2 separate regions of the Zea mays genome follow, and region 2 is linked to region 1. A link is a contact called in public Hi-C data. All regions are on one chromosome and are shown on one strand. The core of a region is the stretch at or near the end of the contact, and the rest is flanking DNA. Distances in the headings are between cores, read along the strand shown.

Evidence for each region. A called contact is a pair of places that touch in the nucleus more often than the background predicts.
Region 2: a contact with region 1 is called in a Hi-C map of tassel, with 2.4 times the contacts expected there. The contact joins the enhancer-like site here to the promoter of LOC100384115 in region 1. A contact is called at or near these places in 2 of 25 Hi-C or Micro-C datasets (endosperm and tassel).

Annotation. Positions count from the first base shown.
Region 1 is chr4:19,531,818-19,539,729 of Zm-B73-REFERENCE-NAM-5.0, forward strand. It overlaps LOC100384115 (Lipase/lipooxygenase PLAT/LH2 family protein), which reads right to left and starts at 4,374. Exons shown (of 4, transcript NM_001176703.2): 1 at 4,201-4,374; 2 at 3,407-3,590; 3 at 2,677-3,048; 4 at 1,306-2,579. The coding sequence starts at 3,587. The coding sequence ends at 1,849. It overlaps LOC100286162 (plastocyanin-like domain containing protein), which reads right to left and starts at 881. Exons shown (of 2, transcript NM_001159050.2): 1 at 587-881; 2 at 9-449. The coding sequence starts at 878. The coding sequence ends at 79.
Region 2 is chr4:19,917,596-19,925,507 of Zm-B73-REFERENCE-NAM-5.0, forward strand. No RefSeq gene overlaps it. Among protein-coding and RNA genes, the nearest start is that of LOC100147731, 7.2 kb to the right of the region's middle. Within about 2 kb of position 2,721, at least 18 of the 20 cell types and tissues checked have an H3K27ac peak or open chromatin away from gene starts, as enhancers often do. A contact at or near this core is called in endosperm and tassel, where this site is marked.

The DNA of each region.
Region 1 (7,912 bases), core at 3,124-5,623:
CGTCACTGCAAAAGCCTTCCTCGTACTATTAGCCATTTTTGGTTGTCAACAACCTGTGTTATGAATAATAAAAAAAAATCAAGAAAACGCAAGTGCAGCAAAGGCTGCAACCATCGCAACGCCCCACACGGCCACAGCTCCATCGTGTCGCGCTCGCGTCCCCGCCGGCGCGCCGGAGAGTGGCTCGTAGTACGACGGGGGCACCGACGGGAGACCGCGGCCATGTGCCACGCCGACCTGAAACCGCATCCCCTTCCGGCAGTGTTCCCCGTCCAAGGCGTCGGAGAAGAAGTAGTTGGTGCCCTCCGCCGTGAGCATCACGACGAGGAACGCCTCCTCCGGCTTCCACCCGCCGCCGCCGCCTCTCGCCGCGACGCCGGCGCTGCAGAACCTGTACGCCGTGGCGTTGGTCGTGTGCACCACCGTGTTGCTGGTGTCCGTCCTGAAGCCTTTGCGATGGATGGAGCATGCCGCCAGCCACACACGTCAGACACGTCAGTACGTAACCAGCGTCGATCGATTGAGCTCCATACAGAAACAGTAGTTTGGACTTGGGCAGGGGAGGAAGCCGAGGATGAGGACTCACTGAGGTAGTCGCCGAGGAAGAAAGTGCGGTTCGCAGCCCAGGCGGAGTAGTTGGCGGCCGAGGCGTTCGCCTTCCAGTCGAAGATCCACCCCGCGCCGTCGCCCACCGCGTGGTTCGTGCCAAACGGCGGCAACAGTGGCGCCGTGGTGTTCTTGGTCGAGCTCGCCGTTGAATTGGTCACGGAGCTCGGACTCGCTGTCGCATTGCCTGCGGCTGCAGCGGTCGATAGGGTGAAAACGGCGATGACGACTACTCGGAACATCACTGTCGTCGGAATGCCCATGTCTAGCATCTGGCAGCACTTGAGAAAGCTGGTGATATATGTATGATGTGCTGCTAATGCCAGACTACAGGCAGAAGCTTCAGATGCAAAATGGGTGTCTACTCTTGTCAGTGAATTCACCGGTTTATGCGGCGGCATCCAGGTGGGGGCGGCGGCCACCTGGCTAGGTACCATGCTGTGGCCGGTGACTAGATCTATGGACTGTGGTAAAATACTTACAATTGAATATAATGATAATTCTGCCTAGGAAATGGTGTTCATCTCAGATCTGTATAAGATAATAAGTTTAAAAAATTACTGCCCAGCGGAACTTGACAGGAACTTTTCACAGTCGTATACTGCTAATGTTGTGTTGAGTGAATCTACAATCGCTCTAGAGCTTCCAGTTCAAGAAAATACTCAGATGATAGTGATTTGGAGCAACGCCAAGCATTTTGTTTCGATAGTTACTGTGTATTTAACCTCACAAATGTCATATTTTTACATACAACAAAGCTGTAGTCGGTATATCATCTTAACAGTTCAGTGTCCGATAGGTGAGTATACTATACTACAACTCAAGTTTCTAAGATGAAATCAAGTTGTGCTGTATGGCAAAAGCCAAAACGCTCCGTAGTTTATGGCCATGTCCTTAGTTTTTGTGTCTCTGTTTTTCTTCTGCTGTACTGGTCATGCCTTTCTAAGGGTGCTTCAAAGTATCCTAGACTTTTGTTCTTCTTCTTCTTGATATAATGATACACAGCTGTCCTGCATGTCTGAAAAATACAACTTAAGTTTCTGACTTCAAACTGCCACAACACTTGAACTCTTGCTGTGAATTGAACCCTTGCAAGGATGACACAGTCACCAAGATGAGAGGGTTCTTTTTTCCAGTTCAGAAACTAGGACTTGTCCTTTGCACTTCAGCTAATTCCGTTCCAGTCTTGAATACAGATCTTCTATAGGAAACTATTACTAACATATTTTTAAAGAAGTCCAATTAACTGCTGTCACCAGATCCATCTTCACTCTTTGAGTCACTTAGCATAGGCATGAACGCTGCAAGAAGAACAGCAACCTTGTTTGCTAGGAACCCTGCAGTGCCAACAAAGAGGTCGGTGGGTGTGAGCGCAAAGCTGTCGCCTCCAGCACCATACTTCAGTGCAACTGCACCTGCAACCAGTACTAGTGATAGTATCAACCATGGCCTCCTTACACCGCTGAAACTTTTTACCGAAGGCTGTGCACCGCCAGCTTCTGAAGGTGAACCGATCACAGGCAAACCATCAACCGATCTTTGGAGCAGCAACAGGTACAGGAACCCTCCAATGCCACCTATCAGGAACGAATAGGCAGCGCTGTCATTTGAAGCCAAGATGAAGGTAGAGAAGCCGGTTATCACTATAGATGCGTCATAGAGCAGCAGAGATTGTTTAAGGTCGGCGTACTCTCTCAACCCATCCTCTCTTACTTCCTGAATGCTTGAAGCTTTGCTTCTTGAGGATAACATCCCTTGTTGAAGATCAGAAAGGCCGACTCCTGAGAGGTCAGTGATAGCCGTCGGCCTTGCTTCAGCTACTGAAGCTCCATCATCTCCAAGGAACACATTTACGTTCTCAAAAGTGTACTGCAAACCGCTGAACTTCTGTTCTGGAGTTCCATTTATTTCTTTAGGCTGACCAACTGGTCCATGTATTACTTTCAAGCTCAAACCATCTAATCTCCATGAACCTGACCTTCAAGGGTAAAATTAATAAACAAAGGATAGAAGACACTCATCAAGTGAACATATTACTACCATTACATTGTATTTGCAGAGAAGACGTACCTGATTCAAGACCGATCCAGACTTCTTTAATCGTTTTCAGTTTTGACCCCTTGAAAGTAACGATATCAACTGAACCACTTTGGAAGGGTATCTGCTGCTCTGTCTTAAATCCATGTGTAGGTTGACCCAAATAGATTGCCGGTACTCTTTGTAATAGGGAGTCACCATCGACATCAAATAGGCAGATTAAGATTGCAGAATTTTTATCCAAAGAGGAACTAAATTCTCTACTCGTGCTCAGTTCTAGCACATAGAATGCATCGGAGTCATCTAGTATGATCGTGTTAAATATCTCCTCAGGAACAGTGTTGGGATATGTCTTTAGTTCCTCTGCTGGAAGAAGGCGTGAAGGCTTTACAGAGGGCAGTGGATCTGCAGAGTTGGAGGAACAATGGTCACTGGATGGTGAGGATAGAATGGTAAATTTACACAAGAAACAGAGATTTCATGTTGTCAATGATAATTAAAATGATAAAGTAAATTGGCAAAAACAAACTACAACTGCATTGCAGTTGTAGCCGGTACCATTCATCGTGAAAGCAGAAACAGTTGCATGAGGATTACATGCCTTAGGAAAGCAAACTACTACCCAATATGAATGCATACTATATTCATGGGTATATTGGCAAAGAACAATCACATAGAATACGTTCATTGTTTACCAGTGCACAGAAATAAGGCTGGAGCGACAATATCAAAAGTCTGGTCAGACAGACCTACTGTAGAGTACCTTGGAACGAAGATCCCTTGGAGAAGCAAGGCACCCACTGATGCCTGTATTGCCTTTTCGGTTTCGTTCTATCTGGAAAGACATGGCAGTACATTCTCGAGCTGTTGTTCAGCAGCACCCATCTGGGCAGAAAATCACGGTGAACTGTTGGAGCAACACACCCTGGATAGAGGATCACCATTCTCTGTAGCAACGATCGCAAAACAGACCTATTAGCAGTGCTACATTCGTGATGTACTTTTTTTTGGAGGGTTTAGAACATTTACGATGGCAAATAAGATACCAGGCAAAATTGCTGTGGTATACAAGGAATTTTCCCAAATATCAATGCATACAGGATATAAAGCTGATCTATAATCCGTGACCGAACCAACGGCAGCTGAAGCAGCAAACTAATCACCACAAAGAAATCAAAGGTCTCATCTGTTTTTGTTCCACCTAGAGCAAAACCGTGAGAGCAACGGGGGCAGAGCTGAGCATACATGCGAAGGTAGCAAATGGCCACCCGTGCACTATTATTGGACAATGGGATGGGAATGGGCTGAATTATGCCTGAAGAGTGACGAACAGATCAAAGATAATAACTTAACTGAACTGCGACACCAGCGTGGCCGTGGACAGGATTGTCACTACTAGGATAGCCCTCCTAAGGTAAAAAGCGAAATCATATATACCAGATACCATGCCATATGCTTGTTGGGCCATAGGGAGGTGGTAGACAAGCAACCGCGCTAAGGCTGTACAGTAACAGAGAATTAGACTTAAAAAATCCATGGCCATAGAGCCCGCCTTACCGGAGGAAGGAGGAATTGGTCGAGGCGCAGATTTGGGATCTCTACCCGGCGGCGCTGCAGTCCACGGGAGAAAGAAAAGGAGGAGGAGACCGTCTGATTCCGTGGAGGTGGAGCTGGTGGCGTGTGGTCCGCTTCTTCGTCTGGCCTGTGGTGAGGCAAGAGGCGTGCCGCGTTCGAGTTCGGCGGCGGAGAAAGACACGTGGGTGGGATGAGTCGCGGTCTTTGGCTCTTCGCTGAGAGAGAGACCCGTGCGAGGGTGTTTTCGGGATTTCGGGGCTTCATTTTTTTTTCTGCCCGGAGGGCAAATGGGCAATCGTGATTGTGGGCTTGTGGCTGTAGTTGCGGCCTGGTATCAAGGAGACAAGCAGGCGGGGCTACGAGTCTAGAGCCCGATCGGGCCCGGTCTTTGGGGGAAGGCCGAGGCCCGGTGCTGTGAGATTGTGGCACTGTTTGTTTCAGTTTTATCACCAGGAGCTACGGCAAACGTCTAGATTTTTACCTTGTTTCTATGAGAATTATTTTAGTTAAAATCGTCCAAAATCAAGATATAAACATAAAATTGATCGAGTCGTTGCGATAGTATTAAACCGTAACTTTCTATATCCTAAACCCTATAAACTCTTTTATTTCTTTCGCATGTAATTTTTTTACGATACTTAAATTTTCTGTACAGCCGATTATCACCAAACTATACTGTCAGAAAAGCTCTTAAAAAAATCTCAACCAAACATGCCCTGTTTGATGCTCGTGTTGGTCTAGATTGGATTGGATGCTCTTCGCTCTATGCTGTTCCATATCCTTGGCAACGTATGGGACTTCATTTTTTTCGCATTTTAAGTTGCTCACTTGCATCTAGCACATGATTTAAAAGCCGTATTTGGTTTCGCTTATAGGTGATAATACGTGAGAATCCCACTAAAGGCTTGTTCGGTTATTTTTAATCCATATGGATTAGAGGGGATTTTGACTTACTAGGGATTAAAACCCCCTCAATCTCCCTCAATCTATATGGATTGTGGTAGAACCGAACAAGCCCTAAGCGACTAGATTATTTTCGCTTCCTATAGAATCGACAACTTACCATTAAACTAGATAAACGCAACAACTCCCTCGTTCTCTAGCTACAATGTAATGTGGTGAGGAGAAGCAAAACCAGATAGGACCAATTTGTCACGGATCATGTATTTTCAGTCCGTTTAACGCTCTTTTTCTTTGCTGAATGTAAAAACACATTTGTGCTTTAATATAAAACAACATGGCATCTTAACATTTAAGGGTGTATTTGGCTGGAGAGCAGAGAAGATTGGAACGGTTCTATTCTTATCTTTTTTTATGTTTGATATTCAACGGAAGCGGAACAGAGCGGCTCCTAAAGTATATATATATATATATATATATATATATATATATATATATATATATATATATATATATATATATATATATATATATATATATATATATATATATATATATATATATATATATATATATAGCAAATATTTGTGAAGGTCCCACTCCACCAAAACGACTAGATACGAGTACTCTCACGGACACTAGCGCTCTCCTCTCTCTCGTCATTGTTCTTCAACCAAACAATGAACGAAGCGGCCCCACTCTATTCTACTCATTAACCAAATAAAAAATAGAGTGGTTCACGTTCTGTTTGCCGAACACCAAATGAAATGACTCCATTCTCAGAAACTAGAATGAAACCGATCTATTATAGTTGGCTCCCCAACTAAACACACCCTAAAGGCATATTTGGATCCACGGTGCTAAAGTTTAGCACTACACTTTTAGTAAACTTTAGCACTTAGAAATCCAAACACGAGTGCTAAAAAGTGCTAAAAGATACTATTAATGGTGTTCTAAAGTTTAGCACCCATTAGCAAAGGGGCGCTAAAGTTTAGCACGTGGGATCCAAACAGGCCCTAAAACAAACCTCTTGATCATTCTAAAGTGGTTTTATCGATGGTCTCACTAACGTAGGAGTGGCCACATGTCATAGCCTTTCTTATATATATATTCATAAATTTTTCATATGAAGTGGAATGAGATTAAATTCTATATAAAAATCGCATAGCTCAACATAGTCATCAATATTGTTGCTGATTTAGATGCCCAATATTCACTATCGGACACAGTTGTTTTTGTCGAGTGCTTCAGGCACTCGATAAAACCCAGAAAACACTTGACAAACTTTTTGTCAAGTGTGACTCTCGGCAAAGAGGACTCGATGAACTATACATTGGCAATGGCTTCTTTGCCGAGTGCCAACTGGTGCTCGATAAAGAAAAGTTGTCGTGACAGAGACAGAGACTTTGCCGAGCGTATTCACTGGCACTCGGCAAAGAGGGAGCCTTTGCCGAGTGCATGATGGCCTAGCACTCGGCAAAAGAAGGCTCTAATGAGCCCCCACGACAACCTCTGTGTCGAGAGCTGCAAGCTGGCACTCGACCAAGGGAGCTTATTTGCCGAGTGTCTGTTTGCCTTGCACTTGGCAAAGGGAGCACCAGTGGACCTCTATGCTAGTCCCTTTGTTGAGGGCGCTGGGAGGCACTCAGCAAAGGGAGCTTTTATGCCGAGTGTCAAGACTACAACACTCGACAAAGAAGCTTTATCAATTCTCCGGTGTGCCTTCTTTGCCGAGTGCTATGGTCATTGCACTCTGTAATACCCAAAATGTATAAGATGATACTATATTGGATATCTTATGTGCCATATTTGCATCATAAAAATAGCATACATATAATTAAGAGATGAAGTAAAACAAATGATAAAAAAATATGCATCATGTTAGAGTTATATGTTTGTGCATTAAATAAAAATAATAAGGATAATAATAATAAGATAATAATTCTAAAGGTTGGATTAAATCCTAAATTAAAATTAGGGTTTTGAAAATAAGAAGAAGAGAAAGGATACAAAAATATAAATAATATAATTACATATATCTAAAATTGGTATTCTTAATTTCACAAAAATAATAGAGAATAAATTTGGCACAAATTCAAATTTAAATTTGAATTCAAACTAAACTTAGAAATGAAGAAAACAAAAAGAATAGAGAGAAAAGATAAAAAGAAAAAGAATAAAAGCTTCATGGGCCGACTACCTCCATTCGGCCCACTTCTGATTACACCTGCATAGCCTAACTCCCCACCCGCCTTCTCCACGCACGCACGCTTGACGCCCTCTGCCACGCGGGCCCCTGGGTCAGCCATCTCCGCGCGCAGGACTGCAAACTGTCGCGTGGGGCCCAATTGTCTGTCCCTCTAGCACGCGCTGTTGTGATGTGTCACTGGCAAATTGGACCCCTATGACAGTTGCATCAATCGCTCCGCGAACTCGCCTCAACGGAGTTCCGGCCATGGCGGAGTGCGCCGTGAACCCCGGAGCACATTGCGTGGACCCTTTCCTTTCCCCCGATCGTTATAAGGTGGCCCTGGTCGCGGTCCTCCCCTTTCTTTTTGCCTTGCGCACACCAGTAGCCACACCGCCGTCGAGCTCTAGTAAGGACGCCGCCGCCACCGCGCCATACTCTGATTTGGGGGTGTTCCGGTACCAGGGTGGGTGTCTAGGGCTTCCTCGCGTGGGCGCAAACGTGGTAGCGTCGACCTGGGAGATCGGGAGCCAGTGTCGCGCCCGTAATTGCTCGTCGTCGCTCTTCTGGACGGCGGATCTGCGCGGTGCGAGGGCAGCTGTCTCC
Region 2 (7,912 bases), core at 1,471-3,970, 380 kb after region 1:
AAATTCGTATTTGTCTCGTTGCAGGCAATAACTAAAGGGCTGCCAGAAATGGCAGGATCCGGCTTTGAATGAAATCATTTTGGACTGCTGGCCATTGCGGTACAGGTGCCTGTCGTTAGCTCTGTCGCTACACATACACACATGTAGAGAAGAAAACTATTTTCAAGAACAAGCACTGGATAAAAAAAAAGCTCAAACTGTAACGGATGGATGAACCATGCTCAGTGCATAGGCCCATTTGATCCGAGCCCACGTTATCTCTGAATCGAGCACTAATATAGGGGCTGTTCAGTTCATGGGCTTCGGTGCAAGAGAGACTGGACCAAGGTAGATCTTTTAGTTTAAAGTAGGCGGTGAAGTTTATGATTTTTTTATTTATTAATCACAAAACTATAGTCGTTGATTTTAACAAAAAATATAAAGATGGTCTGATGTCACTCGGTTATTTGACAACTTTTAAATATAGAACTTGCTAAAAATTAGGTGTTCGTCGGCCGCAGGACAAGAGGCCGTCGCACGCGCTTCTGTGTAAGAGTGGAGTAATCGCTGAATAGCCGTATAGTAGCTGTTTATCTTTACTATATAACTATATATAGGCTTACATAACAAGGGAATGTATTCTATGCTTACGGATTCTCCGTGTTCAAACGAGTATTTTAAATACAGTGTATCCGTAAGCAATTTAGTATTAAGATAGAAAAAGATAAATAAAACTTTACCACGCGATTATAGTGGGAGGTGGGCATGAGTAATACCCACGGTACAGTTGATGGTCGGTTTTTACCCTATCTGAACTCCACCCGTTGCCGTCACTATTCAAGACCTTGGAAAACATCAAGGAGTACTCTAACCCTTACATTACCTTTTGCATTTTTTTGAACAGTTTACTTCAAGAATGTACATTCTTAGAATTGCCATAATAGTGTAGAGTTGGAAATTAGGGTGTAAAACTCTTATATATAAATTATACACTAGTGTGGAATTGTCCTTGCAATTAGGAGTTCTTTTTTGCAAGAATTTGTAGAAAATCATACTTATGCCCCCTCTAAGGCATCATGATCTTTGTACGCCATAGTATGAGCTATGTAGTATCTCCTCCTATATCGCCTACTCAAGAGGATTACAAGTCTATGATAATAGCTTGTGGCAATGGGTGATGATTTCTTCTATCTTTGTTTTATATATTTATTATAATTTTTAAATATTTATATCATACCTTCGGTTTACATGTCCTAGATTAATGACACATTCGTTGGCAGTGGCCACCATACCATAGTTAGGTAACCTCTATCATTTTCTTGGCCATGAATGGTAACTATGCCTTGTGGTGACTGAGTTCCTGCCATATCTTTGGACCACTGTCGGTTCACTGTTAATACGAACTATCAAAATACACAAGGAGCAATGTGGCATGACTTTTATATAAGATTGTTTTATATTTTATTTTGTGCTTAAGTTTTTTTGAAATATAGTACATATTTGTCCTTACCACACATTTTATTTTGCAGCAACATTTTCATTTCCTAGTGGAAGAAAACTAGTTGGTCCATGCACATACATGCATGTTTCATAAGAAAGCATGAAAGATTGTCAAAGATTTAGTGTGATGTGGTCGTATACAGGTAAATAATATATATTTCAAAGAGATCCTTAAGCAATCGATGGACAAGAATCGAGGATGTTCATCCATTTACTTGATCGAGAAGCAATATTGTCTGGTAAAATATTTTGGGTATTTTGTCTTATACTCTCAACATATAAATTATCTAATTATGAACACATATATGTATAGATGATAGTTCCATGAGGAGGCTTACCATGTTGTTCGCAAACTCCAGGCTTCATAAGTGTTCCAAGATTGATCTAAGAAGCATAAATAGAACCGTGGCAATGATTAGAAACACACTTATGATGTTGATGGTCATATCTGCAATGCTAAACATATGAAAACCTATATTACATCATATGTTTGCAATGACTAACACATATGACTTAAAATGGAATAAAACGGAGGGACTAAAATTAGTCCCTAGAAACCAAACACCCCCTTATTTATACAGGAAGTTGCCAGAGGTGTAATGTCAAGCAATGTGGAAGTTTATATTATTGGATGTCATGGAACAACATATCCAAATCAATAGTAGTTGTAAAGATCAATGGACGGTGTATTTCCTTAAATCCTATAATACACATATGAAATTGATGTTCCACATTATTGTGTTGCAGGCACTCCATGTTTAATAGAGTGATTGACTCAAAGCAAATGCATGAGAGCTTAAAAGGCAGCATCTTTGTGGCATACCTATAGAGTTAACATGCGTTGAACCACAGGACACAAGAGTTGCTTCATATTTAAGACGTGATTAGGCTACACGATAAAGCATGAGAGGCGACGTCAAAAGTATGATCGGCAACATTAATTAGATCTATATGACCGACAACATGATAAGTATTTGTCTAACTATATAGCACAATAGTACGTGATGTTTCAAGTAAGTTTAACTAATATTCTATTACCATTTTAGCTTTTAACAAAACCAATGGTGTTTCATCTATTTCATTCATAGACAGCGTTGCAAGTATTTGTATTTAGATCATTGTTACGGGCGCAGCGCATGGCTGTGGAGGCGGCGTTGGGCCTGGCTCACGGCCCAGCGAGGCCCAGCTGTGGATGCGGATGAATGGACCTGTGAACTCTGTGTGGTGCTAATCTGTGAACCAACGGTAGGATGGATGATGCATGTGGTGCAGAAACATCCTCATCCGGACGTGACCAGCTGCTAGCTATTGTCGCATGCATGCAACCAGCAGCGACATGATTGGTTGTTGGCGCACAACAACACGACGAAACTTTTGCACAGTGCGCTAATTGGCAAACGAACACGGATTGCACGCCTGCCCGATCTGGCCCACACCACCAAAAAAAAACATGGCCTGTCGTCGTCGGAGGTGGTCCCACCCATCACCCACCCACGGCAGTCCGTGTGCCGGCGATCTATCGACCGATCTCGACCCAGTATCAAACATGTGGTGGTGTCACGTGAACCATGCATGCAGAACAAATTAATCAGTGAGTCGGAATGGTTGGACACACCCCGTTAAATTTTATGGTGCCGTAATTTCTATGCTAAGGACTAGTAAATTCTTCGAAATTCTCAAGGACAGAGGGAGAAATTAAGATAATTTTTTCCTAGTTCTCGAGTATTTTAGGAGATTTAAGTTTTTAAACTAGAGACGACTACGTACTATTTTGGCGGAGGGAGTATTTGTATTTTGCACAAATCTTGTATATAGGTTGGACATAACACCCTTAGTTTATTCTACCATCAATTTGTTTCTTTGATTTTTACTCTCTCTATTCTATTGTGTATAAATCATCATCTAACTATCTACACGACAAAGTTATTACTAAAAATAGAAATCTGCATTATGAGTGCCTATCATCATCTAACTCTCTCTCTATTTTTGCTCTACGGATAGTGGGGACCTCGTTCGTTAAAAGTAGCGTAGTGCAATGACAGCTGTGAGCTGTCCCTATCACTTTACTAGCTACAGCCAGCCGTATATGTACATACAGGGTAAGTCTCTATAAGATTTATTTAAAAAAAAATACAAGAGGCTAATTATTAGTGATTCTCTATATATATTGTCTCTTAACTTTATTTGTAATTTTGCCTCTTAATTGTATTTATGATTCAAAGACTTAGAGTCGTGTCATGCAGTCTATTAGCTATCTGTAGTACTTGAAAGACCAATTCAGGGTCTCTAGGTTGTACATGTCTAATATATGTTGCTGTTAATCATAGACATGTGCTACCCATTAAGTCATTATTCCCACTTTCTACAAAAGTGAATATCTTAAAAAGTATATGAAATCTAATCAAAATTATAGAGAAAATTACAAATATCTATAATATTAAATATGAATACTATAATAATAATATAATTGATAAAGAATTTAATGCTCAGTTGATATCATAAATATTTTTATTTTATTGTATAAAATTTGATTATTTAGCATGCTTTTAACTCTAAAAAAGGATAATCTAACTTATAATTGAGGATAGAGGCCGGGAGTACTTCATCCTTCCAAATTGCAAGGCCTTTTGATTTTCCTAGATATATTGCTTTCGATATGTACACTATATCTAAATATATAACAAAAGCAGTGCGTGTAGAAAATCTAAAAATGTCTTATAGTTTGGAATAAAGAGAGTATATATCTTCAATGGTGCGTAGTACATTATAGCAAAAAAATTATATATCTGAATGATCGTCCGAAACGTTCCTATAGTTTAGAAAATAGAGAGAGTAGTACTTGTTATCGATGGTAGATAGATACTACTAGTAGATCCTGAGACGCTGCAAATTATGATCATTTTTTGACCTTGAAAGATGGATGCATGGGTAGGTCAGCAATCTCTATCAGATGGAATGGTCTATGTTGATAGGCCCTCCATCGAACAGTTCCGTAAAAGGCATTAACGAGGTAGGGACACTTTTACAGTACCAGCTAGTAGTAATGCACTACTACTAGCATCATGATTGTGGCAATATATGTATACCACTATTCTCTCGGTCTCTATGTCCCAAAATATATAGTAATTGTTTTTAGTACCTCTTCAATTTTTTTATGTCTATATTCAAATAGATGGTACATACATTAAGTTTAATGTATTGTATAAATTTACTAATTAATTTTTAATTTGGTTATCTAATATGAATTTTTAATTTGGAACCAAGGAAGCATCTGTTTTTGTATTATTTGCGGATTGGGTTGCACACATCACATCAGGCCACGCCATGTTGGGCTGTCGGATATGGTCCACAGATGATGGAGATGGGAGTGTCCGTATATCGTGAATTCGTGATACACGGGCCACTCAAATACGACACTCTGCGTCTTAAAAAAACACAATGTTCAAATAGTTTTACATTAGAATATATCAAGTTTGATCCGATCTATACTAAAAAATACAAATATTTATCGTGCCAAATATATATCGATTGAATTCTTCATAAAAAATATTTTGATAATATATGTATTTGGCGTCATAACATTATATTTTTATCTATATAAATTGCTAAACTTTAGACAATTTAACCGAGAATGCTTCATAAAAACATGGCCTCTCTCTCTCCTACTGTTCGGATATCTATAGACAACATCTATAAGAGACTTAGCTCTCCACCCCACGCGCACACACACCACCATATACATATACACATTATTTTCATGTCCATCCATGCGTATATGCAACAACCTTGTATTAGTACCAATCATGCATGGTGGTGCAATCATCATAAAGCAAATATGCGGTGGGACCCAGAGGTTAGGTAGCAATCAGCATCTTGGGGCCGGCCGGCGGCCGGCAACTGGTCTTTGTGCTCTGCTGCTGCATGTGCCAATCGCATCGTTTCTATGCGTCTTTGTGCACTGTGTCACTATGGGAACAAGCTGTTTTGAAAACACTCTAACAAATTTTTTTACCGAGGGCGACTCTCGATAAATATGACTCAGTAAACTATACATCAGTAATAGTTTCTTTGTCCAGTGCATTATATCGGGCACTCGCCAAAGAAAAGTCACTGTTATGACAACAAGTAACGGTGACGAAGGCTTTGCCGAGTTAATTACTCACTGACACTTGGCAAATCAGGAGCATTTGCCGAGTGTTTGCTGGCCTCGCGCTCGACAAAAAAAGCTCCAGAGAGCCCCATGACAGCCTTTGTGCCAAGAGCCACTGGCTGGCACTCGGCAAAATGAGATTCTTTGCCGAGTGTCTGCATGCCTGGCACTCGGCAAAGGGACACCAGTGGCCCTATTGCTAGTCTCTGTGTCGAGTGTTCTGGCTAGCACTCGGCAAAGGGAGCTTATTTGCCAAGTGCCAGGACTAAATCACTCGATAAAGAGGTTTTACCGGTTCCCATGTGTGTCTTTGTAACATCCTAATTTTTGGGGTATAAGATTTCTTCACCCATATCCATCAAATTCATGTGTTACCCTCTCTTTCACTTGCCTTTCCTTTCCTTTTTTTCTAAATAATGGAGAAGTATTTTGTTTTATATGTAAGTGTTATGTGTAAAAAAATAAAGCCCTAAAAGGGTGATGATTGTTGTACAATATGCTGGAACATCCATTTCTTTCTGTGTGTTGATTTGTTTTGATTTTGCAGCCACTTAAACTTATGAAGCGTGGTTGATTTTGAATTCAAAACTAAAATAAATTAAAAAAAGAAAATCGTTAAAGGAAAGAGAAAAAGAAAGAAAATAAAAAAGAGAAAGAAGCCTAGTTCCCCTTTCCCTCGACCTGTTGTGCAGCCCAGCTCGTCGCCCGTGGCCCACCCAGCCAGCTCCCCTCCCCCTTCCTGGCCCGCGGCCCACCTACGCACACATGCCTGCTTGGACCACCTCGCGCTCTCGGCCACCTACGTGCGCCTAGCGCCGTCGGCCCAAGCCACACACCAAGCTCCCACGGGCCACCCCGCTAGCACCCCTCGGACTTGTTATGCATTCGGTTTTGCCTCCAAAACCGGGTGTGACAGTACTAATATGAGGAATGGGTTCATCCCACCAAATTTAAGGAATGGACCCATGATGCATCACTTCATTTTGGATGGAATGATTCCTCAAACCAAACTTAGATTATGAAACTAAGGGTATAATTGGATCCCATGTTTGCTTGCACTAAGTGTATTCTATGAAAGTCTCATAGTGGATCCCCAACCAATTCATCTAGGAAGTGCATACGAGGGATACACGACTTGTGGATAAAGTTGTCACCTCTACAGAGTGTAAAACTGATATATCAGTCATGCATGCTCACGGCAGGGGTGGACCTAGTAGGTGATCCATATGGGTCACAACACACCCTAAGATCACATAAGAGTAGTTAGGATAGAGGTGTAAGTACTATACTTGAACTTGGCAAATAAGGTTCGAGTCTTGTTGATCCTTGTTTTTTGTTTATTTTTTATATTTTTTCCTCACGCACCCTAATCATAGCAATTGGGTCCGCCAGGGCTCACGGTTGAGTGGCCTATACCCACATAATAATCTAACTTAAATATGGAGATTAAATCATGACCCTTTTTGGATCAAGTGGTTCACTTAAGTATTTTTCTTAAGTGGTTTCGAGATGATGATTACTACTTATGATTAATCGGGTTTGGTAAATACTTATACTTAGTAAATTGATGGTGTTAATAAAAATTTTACCAACTAAAATACTAACCACATAAACCTTGTCCTATCCTTGATTGCTATGCATTTTCACCCTACTTGCTGATATTTTGATCAGAAGGATGTGAAAACAAAGACTTTGTTGAATACATTGATGGTTTCTAGATCTAGCGATGTCCCAATCATCCTTTTGTGGAAGAATTCCCATGAATTGCGCTATACCATGATATTATATTGACTAAGACACTTATGTCATTTGAGTTATAATAAAGTTATCCTACTCTTTATTTACGATTTGAGCATTGTGTTTTGATATACTACACTTATGACGTCAACATATGTGTGGAGATAGGCGAGTGTGGCCTCCCCCTAATAAAAATATGTTTTACTATTTTAAAACCCGTTTTTACGTTTTTCGGAAAATATTTTTACTGACGGTTTTATTACATCGACCGCGAGTGGAAATCGATTTTCACTAGTGGTTCTCGGTTACCTGCCTATAAAAAAGATTATTTCTACTGAGCCCTAGTACTAGTGGTTTTGAAAAATGCTAGTGCAATAGCTTTACAACCGCCACTATAGACCTTTTGTATACTAGTGCCCACCGACCTGCGCCCAATGTTGCCACCCTGCCTAGCACACGATGTCGTGCCCCTGCGCCAGCCTCCACCGCCCCACATCTGCCTAACCTACGCCCGACTTCGTCGACTCATGCCCGTTGTTACCTCCC